2 separate regions of the Columba livia genome follow, and region 2 is linked to region 1. Evidence: chromatin contacts called from public Hi-C data. All regions are on one chromosome and are shown on one strand. Each heading gives the region's core, a stretch centred on a gene start, on an enhancer-like site or on the middle of the called end of the contact. The rest is flanking DNA. Distances are from core to core; before and after follow the strand shown. Region 1 overlaps VMP1 (vacuole membrane protein 1). Region 2 overlaps VMP1 (vacuole membrane protein 1).

Region 1 (2,700 bases), core at 184-2,683:
CAGTCTGTGCATTTTCATACATTCTTAAGATTAGAAAGGTGTTATTTTTTAATTGGCCTTTAGCCTTGAAAAGGGAATATTGTGTCAAATCGGGACACTGAGGAAAATAACAGAAAGATGTAGCCCTGCTTCAGTCCTTGGGTTTGTAACGGTGTCCTGGTGTCCAGAGTGTTTTACTAAATCCTCCTGCAGTCATTTTGTAAAGAACAAAAACCCAAGTTTTAAAATGTAGGTGACTTTTTAAATGCAGAAGACCATATTAATATATTTAAATTAAAAATATGTGTCTGTTCTCTTTGGAATTCAAGTGATGTTTGTCAGCAACGGGACCTCTCCAGCTGGAGCTGGGCTGTTGGTGTCCGTGGGTCAGCCTGTGGCTGTGTGTCTGTTCTCACCGCACCCGCTCACCCCGTGGTAATTTCTCCTGCACAGCATTTAAGGCTTTGGGGTTTTAAGTGTCATGACAATTATTAAAGCTCCTTGGACCTCCTGCCAAACATCCCGGTGTGTAGAGGTTTAAATAAAAATGAGCGAGGGTGTTTCTGGCTGCGTTAGGAGCTGCCGTGAGTCCGTCCAGCGTTAACACCTCCACGCTGCAGAGTTTGTTCTCCCCAAACTGCGTCCGTGCTCTGGGGAACGTTCATGTGAGAACAAGGTGTTTACGGACGGCTTGTAGCTTTAGTGCAAGTCATCTGCCATAACCCAGGGCATGATTCAGAGCAGGGTTCATAGTTCCTTCTTTGTTCCTTTGTTAATCACTGACTGGGGGAGGCGCCTGCAGAATTTGCTCATGCATTCTTGGTGGGGAAGGATGACGCACAGATTGTCCTAATAAGGACTTAGTTTGAGAAAGGGGCCGTCTCCTCGGAGGAGATAGGGGCAAGTCATAGGGCGAGCAGTTTCTTTTTTAACGGAGGGATGACACAAGCACAAGTCATTTCCTTATTAATCGGTTCAAACCAGTTCTTACAGGAACTGCTGGTGATAAATGTGGGACTTCTCCGAAGTCATTCATTTCATTCTCAGCGCAGCCCCCGCGGCTGCTGCCAAGGAAATGCTCGGGCTCACGGCTCCGCTCTGCCGGACCAGCAGCCCTGCAGTATTTTCATTTTTAAGCACTTTTTGAGGATCTGGGGAAATACGTCCCTTGCAGAAGCATCAGATAAAAAGATGAAATACGCTTTATTTTGTGGTTGTTTTCTCCAGTAGCAATCAATGCTCTTCTGAGCTGCCTGTAGCTCAGGCTGAACTTTATTCTGTTTGGGTATAAGTGGTAAGTTTAAAAAAAAAAAACTATGTTTTTTGTGTTTTTTTTTTTTTCTCTCCTATTTTGTCTTGTTCTCTGGGATGAACTTTGCACCAGTGCTATTCCAAGTATAGGTCCTTCTCTTCAGAAGCCATTTCAAGAATATTTGGAAGCTCAGAGGATCAAACTTCACCACAGACCTGACAGTGCCGTGCCGCAGGTAAGAGCTGCTCTGCCTCGCCGCTTCAGCTGCCTTTTCGCTGAGCACCTTACCCATGGAAATCTTGGTTGTTTTTCCAAGGTTTGCAGGGAATAAATAGATTAAAACCTCATTTAAAAAAGCAACCTGGGAATTTAAAAATAATTCTGTAACTCTATGAAACTGTACTTAAACCTCTTGGAGAATAATGAAAATGATAAAGCAAGACCAAAGTCTTGCCGTTGTATCAGAGTGCCTACTTTGAGAGAGAAATTTAAGCACAAAGTTGCATTTGCATGTGAAATGGTAGCAAACTGTGTGCAGCATCAATGCTTGAGAAGCCAGTGGGGTCTGTGGCTTAGTGGCCAATAGGAGAAACAAAATCTCCAAGTCTTTAGTGTTCGAAAGGAAAAGAAATTAATGTGTAGAGCTGGTACAAAGGGGCAGAAGTGCCCTTTCATACAAATTCCTTTAAAAAACATACCTTGAATTTTCAGTGGAGACAGCAACTTGGACATGAAATTCCTTAGGGTACCGAGGCATTTTTAGATAAAATCCATTCATCTAACTCACACTTCACATTTAATACCGGAGGCTCTTATAAACGTTTCTTTGCCCGTTTCTTACCAAAAAAGAGACGAAATTAGGGAGGGTCAGGCTGGACTAACCAAATATGCAGATTCCTTCTGTGCACATTGGAGTGGGTTTTGTGCAGTGCGCTGCTGCCCTCCTTTGACAAAGAACACAAGTTCAGAGCAGCCCGGAAAACGCTGGAAGTGCCGGGGTCATCGGTGAATTCTGGTGACACCAGCAGGGTCGGACACTACCGGGAAGAGAACACGGTTTAGGAAAAAACCATTGTTAACCAGTGACCTTATTGTTTTCTTTGCAATGAACGTGACAGGGAGTGACAGTCTGAACTCTGAATTGTTAGCGCAGACGAGACAACACCAGGAGTAATAAATAAATCCCTTTGCCAGGACCCCAGTAATGATCAGGGTTCATCGTCTGCCCCGCGGTGCGTTTGGCAAACCCGGCTGCTTTGTCTTTGACGGGACTAAAATCAGCTTTTCAGAGAGAGCTGCAGGAATCCTGTCAGCTCGCACTCGGTTCCTGGTTTTAATTTGATAAATTACATAATAAGGTTGGGCTTTTCCCTTTCGCCCAGAAAATGGAGAATGCTCCATTGTCCACTAATCTTGAGTTTCTTCCTTCTTCTGTTTTGTCTCTTCAGGGGGAAAACTGGCTATCCTGG
Region 2 (2,700 bases), core at 120-2,619, 34 kb before region 1:
CTGTGCTGTGAAGGGCATGGGGGAAACCAACACTCGCTATGCAGTTTGTTTAGAGCCTTAATTGTGTTCACAGTCTAGGTGCACAGAATGATTAATAATGTGAAAATATGATTCAGATTTAATGGGATATACAGTCATTTTTCCTTATGGTAAAGACCATTCTGTTGTAAGTATTATACATATCAGCATGTTCTTAAGGATTTTAACTTCTTGATTTTTTTTTTTGGTTCCATGTGCCTGCCCTCTCTTTCTACTTGCACCGATGGATTTCTAAGCATGATTTATAGATAAAGATGATACTTTCTAGAAATTTCCTAACGCAGCATTTAAAGTAACTTATTTCTAAGATTAGCAGTGTCTGTTCTAACCGGGGTCCCTTCAGTCACTGAACAAACCTTCCTCGGGGTTGTGAAGAAAGGGATTTCCAAACTCCCCAAAATTACTGTTGCTAAAAAACTGATTTATGTGGAGTTGATCTTCATGAGCAGATCTTGTCTGGTTTGATTTGTAAATTGTACAGATACTTCGAACAAATCGCATTCCAGCCTCACCACAGGCTCCTTCTGGTCATCAGTAGGGGCGAGCAAATGCTTCTCACCCGAGTCAGCAGAACGTTTCTCAATTTCTTCTCTGTTAGCCCTCGTTAGTGCCTCCTGCAATTCAAAATTAAACCCAAAAATCACTGGAAGAGGGCGAGGGAAAGGCAGTTGGCGTTCAGGATTTTACATGCCTTGAATTTCAGTGACTCTTTCTGGTTTGGCAAGCGGCGCGTCTGCTAAATGGGCTGGTTTTAGTATTTGTTGTCTGGTACGACAGTTCTGCAAATGTCCTTTTCAAAAGCAGAGCAGCAGTTGGAGTCAAACATGGGATATATTAGAGGTTTTCCTAAAGTGTTGAAATAATCTGAGCTATTGCGGAGAGACAAAACACTGAGTATTTACTGCAGCCCCACACGGAGGAGGAGGAGAAGGAGGGTGGAGAAGGTTATTATTTGTGAAGAGGATTAAAAAACGGCATGAGAGTTAATCCTTCTGGCAAAGGGAGGAGTGTAAGGAAAATATCTGAGTGTATATTGACTGGGATTTTCCAGAGATGGCACATAAAGCTCATTCAAAGTAGGTTCCCTATTCCGTTCAGGGTTAAACCATCACTATTGCTAAATATAAAGCAGAATGGCACCTCTATGATGAAACCTCCAGCGACAATCCCACTCCTCCTCCTCCCCACCCCATTGCAACCCCGGTCCTGTTCAGCCAGCCCTTGTCTGGCGGAGCTTGGGAACTGGGGCTTTGCGAAGGCACCGAGCTCTGCGGAAGCTTTTGGGGCCGAGCTGGAACTAAAGCAGATGTGGGTGATGTTTTGCTGGGAGCCCTTGGCTATCGGAGCAGTGGCACAGCTGGGAGGACACGGGATGGTTCTGCTTCCCTTTGGCTCGCTCCGAGCTCCAATACTCCACACTTCACCACTCCCAATGAACCGTTTATGGTTTATTTTTTATTCCAGTTAAGATGTGGCTGCTGTGGGTTCCATAACTCCAACTTTTTTCCATTATAGAATTGTTTACATTGCACTGGAAGAATTATGCCCAGTTGGCCTGGTCTTGAGGTGGCTCGGCAGTTTACAGTTCTTTGTGAAACACCTCTTTTTCCATTGGCTACTTGTAACACTTTTGCAGACATTTGGTGAGACTGGGAGAGCTCTCTTAACAGGAGGCAACGTTTGGAGACCATAAAGCCATTTCAAGGATGGCAACTCTTTTGAAAGAAGCTGCTCATGCAGCAGCCTCCAGTTGGTATTTGTCATTGCACGGTCGTCTTCACACACCCCCTGTGTGCGGTTTGGGCAGAAATGCTGGTAGTTCTGTCCCTGACACCTTGGAGGGGGTTGGTGGTCTCTATAGTAGCGACTAAATTTGTCTCTTGCTATTATAAAACTGAAGCTAACAGTGTCCCGTGGCAGCTGGCCGTAGTTACGCTGTAGTGTGGCGTCTTCCAAATTTTGTGGAACCAAAAACCGTACGTCTTGATTGGCACACCGTATCTCGCTGCCTTGGCAACAGCTTCACCCTTCCTGTCAAGGGGACGTAGGAAATGGTCACTTACAACTCAAGTACGTGGGGATTTCCTCTATGCAAATTGGCCCTTCAAGATAATTTTATTGCAAATTTCTGCAGGTGAAAACCATGATTTAAGGAAGATGGCTTGGGAGACCTTGTGTGTCCCAGGGTGCTGTCAGACTGGGGACGGCGACGCAGGGATGGAATTAAGTTCCTCACTTTCAGAGTACAGTGGACAAAGAGGTTCCCGGGTTTGCCATAAATGTACTTTACAGTTTTAGGGAAGTTTCAACTCTCTCTTCACATCTGTCGTCTGAGTAAAATACACGTACATTATTTCTTGAGATGTGAAGGTGCTGGGGAGAGGGATGATCTTGCTGCAAGTACCAAACAGTTGTCCGTTGCCATTGGGGCCTGTAGAGACGTCGATAGTACGAGTTATTAGTCACTTGTTCATTCATCCGTTCCTTGTTCTACTTTCCACATCAAAATCTCTCTCGTGTATCAACTTCTGGATCTCTTCTGTTTCAGTTTTACTTCAATGAACCTTTTTTCCGAAGAGAGACTGTGCCTCATTTATCTCCTCAAGAGGCTCTATCTGTGTATTCATTTAATCCAAAGTATGCCGAAGCGCTTTGAATTAG

Evidence for each region. A called contact is a pair of places that touch in the nucleus more often than the background predicts.
Region 2: a contact with region 1 is called in a Hi-C map of liver, with 4 times the contacts expected there. The contact joins two enhancer-like sites. A contact is called at or near these places in 2 of 2 Hi-C or Micro-C datasets (crop and liver).

Annotation. Positions count from the first base shown.
Region 1 is chr20:2,654,769-2,657,468 of bColLiv1.pat.W.v2, reverse strand. VMP1 (vacuole membrane protein 1) reads left to right here. Exons shown (of 13, transcript XM_065036287.1): 12 at 1,364-1,466; 13 at 2,680-2,700. Among named protein-coding and RNA genes, the nearest start is that of TUBD1, 21 kb to the right of the region's middle. Within about 2 kb of position 1,433, at least 1 of the 3 cell types and tissues checked has an H3K27ac peak away from gene starts, as active enhancers do.
Region 2 is chr20:2,688,695-2,691,394 of bColLiv1.pat.W.v2, reverse strand. All of the region lies in intron 6 of VMP1 (vacuole membrane protein 1), which reads left to right. Among named protein-coding and RNA genes, the nearest start is that of PTRH2, 23 kb to the left of the region's middle. Within about 2 kb of position 1,369, at least 1 of the 3 cell types and tissues checked has an H3K27ac peak away from gene starts, as active enhancers do.